2 separate regions of the Larimichthys crocea genome follow, and region 1 is linked to region 2. Evidence: chromatin contacts called from public Hi-C data. All regions are on one chromosome and are shown on one strand. The core of a region is the stretch at or near the end of the contact, and the rest is flanking DNA. Distances in the headings are between cores, read along the strand shown.

Region 1 (4,585 bases), core at 1,158-3,657, 610 kb after region 2:
AACGTGCAACAGTAGTAGAAGTGTGTAAATACGTTAAAGAACAGCGTTAACCTCTGCAGATAAGGTTAAAGACTTGTGGATGCTAATAGCTCTGAGCTGTAATAGTTCAGGACATGGTGCAGTGGGTAAACACACTGTGGTGACCCCTGTGCATTAGCTATACAAATACAAACCACTACCTGAAGCACAGTTTCCCACTACCTGCCAAGAGAAATGCCTTTGTATTGATCAATTCTGTGTAAAAAGACAGATAATAGCAGCACAAGCAGTTTGATCCCTAGAGGCACTGATGCTGGCACTGTAACTGTAACTTAAATGACATAATCTACAAAATGACATCATGTGCTAAATCAGGGATAGTAGTGGATTATAATCAATCACTGTGGTTTTTGCACTTTAACATAATATTTCTATTACATACTACTTTACTTATATATGTTATCATATATATTTATACTCCACTACAGTTGAAATATAAGATATTCTTTTTACTCCTACCTTACTTTGTTTCATTTAATTAAGATGTCATATACAAAACATGTGATGAGCTTACAAACATGATGCTTTTGTTATCCAATCATTTATAAAGCAGTTCAAATTAGCTCCACCTCAACCAACTACATCATTAACGCACATACTTTTTATTATTACTGCATTACTGACAGTAATCTAATATATATAACAGACGATACCTTTTCTGCATTGAGGGCCTTTAACTTTAATAGTTTGATTTTAATTGTTACTTGCTTTTTACTTATGTTACACTGTCAATGCAAGATATATATCCATATAACTATTTTTGCGCTGTGGCATTGCTACCTTTAAAGGACCACAGTGTAGAATTTAGTCACTTCTAGAGGTGTAGTTGCTGATTGCAACCTCCTTGATTCACCCTCTCTGTCCTAGCATGATGGAGATGACTGCAAAAGGTCCGGGCTAGAGTCAGTGTTTAGTTTGTCCATTTTGGGCTACTGTAAAAACACGGTGGTTCAACATGGCGGACTCTGTGGAAGAGGACCCGCTCTCTCTGTAGATATAAAAGGCTAACGTAAGTTAGTAAGTCTAACGTAACAAAAACATAACGATTATTATTTTAAGGTGATTATACACTAAAAACAACATATTTATGAATATTACTGCATATTACATCACTGCTATATTGTAGATAGAGCCTGGTAAATGTTACACACCTTTAAACCTTTAAAGGATGTGAATACTCCCTACACCACTGAATATGAACCAACAAAACCATTTTAAATCTCTTATTCACAAACATTTCTGGTTGAGCCGTTCTAAAACAGATCACCAGATTAAAGACTGCTCTGGTCTCAGCTCAGTTAATATTCAGGCTATTCAAACCAGTGACCACTTGATGGCAGTTAGCCTTTATGCACAGTGACAAATCCCTCTGAATCAGTGCCCATAAAAATGCCAACAATGATTCAATGAGATGTTTTGCTCCTAACAGCAATGGCTTGGTCTCACCTAAAAAAAATAAAAAAAATTAAAAATTAAAACTTTGGGATATAGTCAGCCAAAAAATGTGGGCACGCGGCTTTGAGTGCACGTGAACAGGAATCTGGCGTGGAGATCCAATAAAAACTCACAAATAAGTAACCTGGAAGGAAAGACTGAACAAAGGTTAACAAGCAGCAGGCCTGTGGTTTCACTTACAGCAGGTGGATAAGGCTCGGGACAGACCTTTAAGGAACTAAACAAAATGTTTTGCTGAGATTAATGAGAAACTTGGAGCCTACTGGTGTGAAACTACATGCGGACATACCTGAGCTCAAATGACCGCGTAGCTTTAAGCTCTATAGTGACATTTCTGCGTTAACTTACATGGTGTCTGTATTTCTAAAAGCAGCTTTACGAAGGACCTGCAGCAGCTCCTACAGTCCTAATTAAACTTACAGCCGTCTGCACTGTTGTGACATTTTAATTGCATGGTTACAGAAGTTATTTTAAATGTATAGCGAGTTTCCGAGGCATAAAGAGTCCAAACGTTAAAGAAAAGAAAAGAAAAGGAAAGAAAAGAAAAGAAAAGAAAAGAAAAGAAAAGAAAAGAAAAGAAAAGGAAAGGAAAGAAAAGAAGAGAAAAGAAAAGAAAGTGTGGCTCTTACATTCTTTTATCCACCGGATCGAGCTGCCGGTGCATGGCGAGAGAGAAGCCGAAGAGGCTGCCTGGATCCCCGTTCTTCCGCAGAGCATTCTCGGTGTCCAGATTGAAAGCGGACAGTCGCCCACATCCCAAGAGAAAGACGACCACAGGCCACAGTCCACAGGTGATCCTGCCCTCCATGGGATAATAACAATAATAATACAAAAATACAAAACTCCCTTTGAGCTGGTGTAAGGTGAGTCCTCACTGAAGGAGGTGCAGAGTGCAACTAACTGCTGGGGGGGGTGTTGACTGCTGTCCACTTTACTTGGAGCTGCCCCTCCCACATGGACTCTCCTGGCACAAGCACACCTCAAATTGCTTGAAAAATCTAAAACCTATATTGTAACCGGAACAGATCAATGCCTTGTTAGTCTTTTTGTTGGTGTGCAGCAGATCAATTCTTTAATCCAAGCAGATTAGTGACGCCTGAGGCTTTGTTGAAACACATTTGCAGCAATAAGATGGTGCTTTGGGCTGCACTGGCAGCTTCTGACAGTAAAACACTATAATAAAGACTTCAGCTAAACTGCCTTGGAAACAGGCATAAACAAAACATATCCTTAGTTCCTAAGAGGGAAAATATTGGCATAAAAAAAAGCCCAGTGACACGATAGTGCAATCTGCACACTGACGGTAAATTGTGTTTACTGTTAACCAGGGGAAGATAGTAGGCTGGGAGAAAGAAGAGAAAGTATCCTCATGGCACAGTTGTTAGTCGATACAGTAATTTTGCCAGAAATACAAATATTACTTTTGGGTGTGGGATGATCAGTTCACTCAACAATCAACAATAGCAATACAAAGACTGGGAGAGGCAGACAGAAACAGAGAAACAAATACTGAGACTGAGATAAGACATGGTTTTGAACCAAAAGAATAGAACAGAAAGAGCTATTCAGCAACGGGTGTGTTTGCAATACAGTAGCAGGCCTCTACAAACCACAGCTCAGAAACCCCAAAGCTTGAAATTAGTCAGAATTTAGACTTACAATGCCCTCAGATCATTACATGTTATCACTACAGGGCCTGTGTCTTCTATAATGACTCATTAGATGAGTCACAGAAGGAGCCCAGAGACCAGACAGGGCACAGACGAGCACATTAACCCACTCCTTCAGTACAAGGTTTTTCAAGGCATTCCATGAGACGCTGACCCAAAGCCTGTCCTCGCGACACAGCATTTCAGCAGACAACGCAGGCATTGTCTGCACATTAAGAAAGAAGGCAGACAGAAAGGGAGAGGGAGAAAGAAACTGCCCACATACAGTATAAAAGGCACAAATAATGGTGGAAGAGGGGAGTGGAGAAAGGGAAAAGGGCAAGGGAAGAATGTGGCTTCTATACAGGTCTGTTATCTACTTAAGACTTGAAGCTGGACAAGTTTACTCTTGATATTTCTCTATTAGATTTTTTTTTTAATGAACAGATGACAAAATAAAGTGAATTTGATGTGTACAGATTTTTCATAGCAGAGCAATTAGTGAATTAGAGTTTCAAAACCTTCTTTTTGTCCGGCTCAGTCACATGTCTGGCAGATGTCTTGGTAATATTCCTCTATCTTATAAAAATCTCCCTTCTTCAAAGTCAAGGAATCCCTTTCAAAAATCACGTGACCATGTTGTTCCCATTCCAGGTAAGAGTATCAGCCAGCTGCACGGTCACCAGTGATTTGTGGAGTTGTCTGCAGAAGGTCAGCAACAGGTATTGGCCTTATCGCTGATAAGCAGCGTGCAAAGTGAGGTGAGTTAAGTCCAGTTGCCCTTGGAGTTCTTTCACGATAAACTTCCAGTGGATAGCACGTTGACACAGTGACAACAGGAGGACAGTTAATTAACATACATACATACAGACATATGACACTTCCTCTTTCTTCACCTTTTTGAGCCTCACCAGCTCTCATTCATCCCTCCATGGCTACTGCTGGGTTTATTTCCAGCCAAAAATTTGTTGTTATTTTCTAACCTCAACATCTCACATACCACAGGCTATCAACCACATTATCCCCCTCTCCTGTTCCTCTTCTCTTCTAATACCCTCCTGGGAAATAAAGGTCACACATCTTGTCTACACATAAACAGGCTGAAAGGCGCACCGCAGCTACAGTTGGGCATAGATTTATTGACATCTAGTGATGATTTAAGAGTGACACGTAAGGATAAAGGCAAACGACAGGAATTAACTGTGAATAATGAAAAAGTAAACAACCAGTTCCCAGCTCTGAATAAACAGAGAAATAATAAATATTGATAACATACGTAAGAGTAGATTGTTAAATGAATCACCACCTGATAAGATACATATCTCTGAATTGGTTTCCTGATCACTTTATTAATGAATCATTGCTGATTAACTCTGAGTCAGAGACGAAATAGCTCAAATCTATAATCATCAGCTACTTCTTTTTTTAAAGAGTCAACCATT
Region 2 (4,725 bases), core at 317-2,816:
TCTCCTTGCCTTCTTCTGCCTTAATGAAAAGAAAAACAGTGAGACACATATCTTTATACAAATGATTATTATACCTTTTCAATGGTGCCCTTGGGTGGATGTAATGGTCAAGGTTTTACTAACAAGAGAGAGAATATATAATCGTTTTTTTAATTTCCCTTTTCTGAATGAAGTTCTTTCTTAATATTTTGTTTGCGCACACCTGAATTACTAATAAGAACATTGCTTGTGAAGAGCTTTACTTCACCTCTGCTATATTGCATGCATTACAGACAGACCCTTCAAGATGTGAATTCCAATCACTTTGTCGGCAGGCTGCTGTGACATCATCAATGTCAATATCTCCTCAGTGATCACTTTTGTTTTCTAAGTGCTGCGAAAAAAACAAAGACACACGTATGAAAAATGAAATTAGACATGCTCAAGTGTCTTGGAAAGCTTTGACAGAATGCAAATGAGCGGCTTCACAGAGAACTTCAGGGTCAGCCTGCAGCCGTATCTGCATCTCCATCCATCTCAATATTGGTTAAACATTAAAGGGGGGAAAGGAAACTGTCAACAAATTACTGTTGCTTTCATTTGAAGTTGTTCCTCACTGCTTATGAAAGCAGACAAAGAAAGATGACAATGATGTGCCTCGACCGGACTTTAAATCAGAGAAGAGGGTCACTTATAATGTCACTTGAAATAAATTGGTGAGGTGTTGCAGTTTACTGATAAGACAAGATGCCAGGCTGTCTACGGTTGGACAAATTCAGCAAACCATAAATGAAAGTGAAAGATTTGTGCAAATTGTTTGATAGGTCAGACGTGTCCAAGCAAGTCCAGTCCAGACTGTTGAAACAGCTTTAGAAAATTACTTTGACTGAATTTTCCCTTTTCTAACCTGCACCTCCCACCTTATTTTCTCTCTAATGTACACGGTGTCCATATTGATGCATTGTGTGAATACCAACAGTGACCTATAAGAAATGCAAATCAAAAACAACACACTCATCTCTCTCTCTCTCGCTCTCTCTGGCTCCTTCACAAAGAGTGAAAGCTGTTTGAAATCTAATTTATCATTCCTCTGATGTGCATCATTTCAGATGCATGTGAACAAACCCTTGTAGGCTAAGGAAACCTTTCTGAAAATACCATCATGTATAATTTACCCTCATATCACACGCAGGAATATTAAAGGTGATATTTGGACCTGACATCAGAGCCTGTGATTAGCTGGCTCCATCAAAGAGAAAAATAAATACAACAATCATTTTTTTCAAAAAGGCTTGTAGCAAACAAATCCTGTATTAGTTGGTTTTAAATGAACTAAGGGAGAAATACATGTTTACTGAGGCCCAACAATCCATTCACCAAAGACACTTCCTACCATACAACATAATAAGCACAAAATCTCAGTATGTTTAAGCATGTCTTAAAGTCGGCACTGTTAGATTAGTCTAAATCAGGTGTAAATAATTAACCAATGTTTAAAATCTATTTCCAGGGACTTGTTTATGAACTGTCTGAGTTTTTTTTTTTTATCAACAGACTTCAATGTTTCAATGAAAGATTGATTGAATGTGTTGAAGGAAAAAATCTGGACAAAAATGCTGCTTGGGGTGGGGGTTGTGAATTCCAGGCATAGCAACATCCTTTTAAGATATTTTTCCAGTTCCTACTATTTCTATCTTTTGTGTACAGGTGGGTTTAATAAAGAAAAGAACTGGGATCAAATATCTCACAAGGCCCTTTTTGTCTTTACTTCATCTATTTAAGCTTTTTACAGAAGCACTCTTCCAAGATACCTCTGACATTTCTCACCATGCACAAAGCACAAATTACAGCTTTAATACACATAGACACTGGATTGCAGTGTGAAGCATGTGAGTGACTAGCCTTTCCCTCTTACACATGTTTATGGCAGATAAATAAAACCTTTAAAAAACAGCTGATTGTATCTTTTAATGGAAAATAGGAAGTTGAAAATCAGAACTTTAGTCACTGAAGCTTCATTCATGTCCTTTATCTGCTCGTACTAAGCCTGTAGTGCATGTGCGCTTGGCCCGGCAGCGCGCCATCGAGAGGTGGAGGAGAGTGTGAGCGAGTATAAAAGCCTCCCGTATGAGGATGCTGTCAGCATCACCGAAAGAAGAGGCGGCTGCATTACTACATACTTCAGCATGGACGCTCCTAAGTAAACTGACATGGATTAATCACCTTTTTATTGTTCTTTACATATTTCTTTCCGCTTATAAAAGCAGTAACATGCGAGCAGAGACGCGTTTAAGTTTACAAATACTCGGATGATTTACGCAACTCCGGACCTCCCGCAGAGACTTTGAACAAGACTACACACAGGACGAGGACGATGGGGATTTTTGCATCCAAATCTGCGCACCAGCACTCTGGAAGTTAGCCTAAAAAAAGGAGGTGAAACACTGGGAAGTTGTTTTTTTTTTAAATATAAAGAAAGTCGCCTTTTCTTCACCCTCTGCAGTCATGCAGAGTAACAGCACCTCCTCTGGATCATTAACCGCTTTGAGCGTGTGCGGAGGAGAGGAGGATGAACATGAAATCTTTAAACTTGTCAGCCCCACAGAGGCAGCTTCCAACCTCGCTGCGTTTAATCTTTCATTGAACTGCTGGCTTCACATCCTCTCCAAGGAGTCCTCATTGGATCTGCATGGAGACAGCGCAAATCTGGCAGTAAGGTTTATTTAAGGATTAAAAAAAAAAAAAAAAAAACAAATCCAGATGGATAAAATGAATAAATGTCATTCTCATCAGCATGTGGTGAAATAAAGTGTCTGGAGGTGTTCTCACTTCAGTTTTCCATGTGTGTACTTTTGTGACCATCTGGCAGCTCCAAGATGAAGATTTAAATGTTGTTGCATGTGTTTGACAGGTGCGAGTTCTCATTGCCACGGTGTACCTGGTGGTGTGTGTTCTGGGGCTTGTGGGTAACCTCCTGGCGCTCTTCCTGCTCCACTCCCGCCGCAGAGGCCACCACCACTCTTCCATCGACTGCTTTGTGATGAGCCTGGCGCTGACAGACCTCCAGTTTGTGCTCACCTTGCCCTTCTGGGCTGTGGACACGGTGCTGGACTTTCGTTGGCCCTTTGGCCGGGTCATGTGCAAGATTGTGAGCTCTGTCACCACCCTGAACATGTACGCCAGCGTCTTCTTCCTCACCGCCATGAGTGTGACCCGCTACCGCTCCCTGGTCACCTCTTTGAAGATGGACTGCCCTAGAAACGACACTACTCGTGCCAAATGGGCCAGTTTAGCCATCTGGGTGGTGTCACTTGTGGCTACACTGCCTCATGCTTTCTACTCCACCACAGTCCAGGTTTGTTGAACCGAGACTGAACTACCATCCCTGCTTTCATTTGCTTACAGTACACACTTCTTATGCAGTTGTTGTTGTGTTTACAGGTGTCTGCAGATGACGAGCTGTGCTTAGTGCGGTTCTCTGACTCTGATTCAGACCACTGGGATCCTCAAGTCCTGCTTGGACTCTATCAAACACAGAAAGTCCTCCTGGGATTTGTAGTTCCACTGATTGTCATCTCTGTGTGCTACCTCCTCCTCCTGAGGTTCATCCTGAGCCGGCGGATCGTAGGCAGCATGGTCAGCGCAAATGTCACAGAGAGGTCAGAGTCTGAGAGAGGACGCCACCGCCGACGCTCCAAAGTCACCCGCTCCGTCACCATCGTGGTTCTGTCCTTTTTCATCTGCTGGCTGCCCAACCAGGCTCTGACCCTTTGGGGGGTGCTAATCAAATTTGACTTGGTGCCCTTCAGCAAAGCCTTCTACAACGCCCAGGCCTACGCCTTCCCCCTGACTGTGTGTTTAGCTCATGCAAACAGCTGTCTCAACCCGGTGCTTTACTGCCTGATCCGAAAAGAGTACAGAGCTGGACTGAAGGCGCTTCTGCTGAGAGTGTCTCACTCCGTCCGAAATGTTCTTACTCTGGCTCTGAGAGGGAGAAGAGTGGAGGAAGCACCACCCAGCCTGGTCATGATACACAAAGACATCAATATGTAATTTACTCTGTAAATGGAAAAGTTTGACATTTTGGGAAATGCAGTTATTTGCTTTTTTGCCAAGAGTTTGATGAGAGCACTCTCAAGTTTGGATGTAATATGCTGCAGCCAGGTTAGCTTGGCTCAGCACAACAACTATAAGCAGGGGTAAACAGCTGGTCATGGTTATGTCTAAACATAATTCAATCTGCCTACGATCACATGTAAAGCTCCCAATTAGCAGTTGTAAAAAATAACAAGGGGTTATGTATGGGATAATTTCTTGGATCTGAGTAGTAACTTCCTAGAGTTGGTTGGTTTTAGTACAACAGATCCAGACTAACTCTGTCCATTTCCAATTACAGACTTGAGAGCAGTATTGATATTGATTGCCTCAACTCTTGGCAATTTGGCACATTTCACAAAGTCTCAAATATTTTCTTTAATATTAAAGGAAATGCTCCTTTATGAGTCAACTGTGTGCCGTATTTTCTTTGGTGCCATTTTTTTTTCCCTACCACTTTCATCTGCGACACGGCCATCCCTCAAAATGTATTTCATCTCCTTTGGACACACAAACCCGAACAGCTATGTTTTAGCATGTGAAGAGCCTGATTGCCAAAAATATTCCACTGTGGAAATAATCTCCTGGGTGAATTACAAGTATGTTTAAGAAAATCAGTCAAACCCTTGAATACCCTCTGGGCTGATTGTT

The links. A called contact is a pair of places that touch in the nucleus more often than the background predicts.
Region 1: a Hi-C map of muscle shows a contact between it and region 2, with 9 times the contacts expected there. The contact joins the promoter of LOC104932606 here to the promoter of LOC104929666 in region 2. A contact is called at or near these places in 3 of 7 Hi-C or Micro-C datasets (all in muscle).

What each region holds. Positions count from the first base shown.
Region 1 is chrXII:16,735,443-16,740,027 of L_crocea_2.0, forward strand. LOC104932606 (integrin alpha-6) reads right to left here and starts at 2,408. Exons shown (of 26, transcript XM_027285304.1): 1 at 2,124-2,408. The coding sequence starts at 2,302.
Region 2 is chrXII:16,129,798-16,134,522 of L_crocea_2.0, forward strand. LOC104929666 (relaxin-3 receptor 1) reads left to right here and starts at 1,567. Exons shown (of 3, transcript XM_010744247.3): 1 at 1,567-2,691; 2 at 2,891-3,334; 3 at 3,421-4,725. The coding sequence starts at 2,485. The coding sequence ends at 4,032.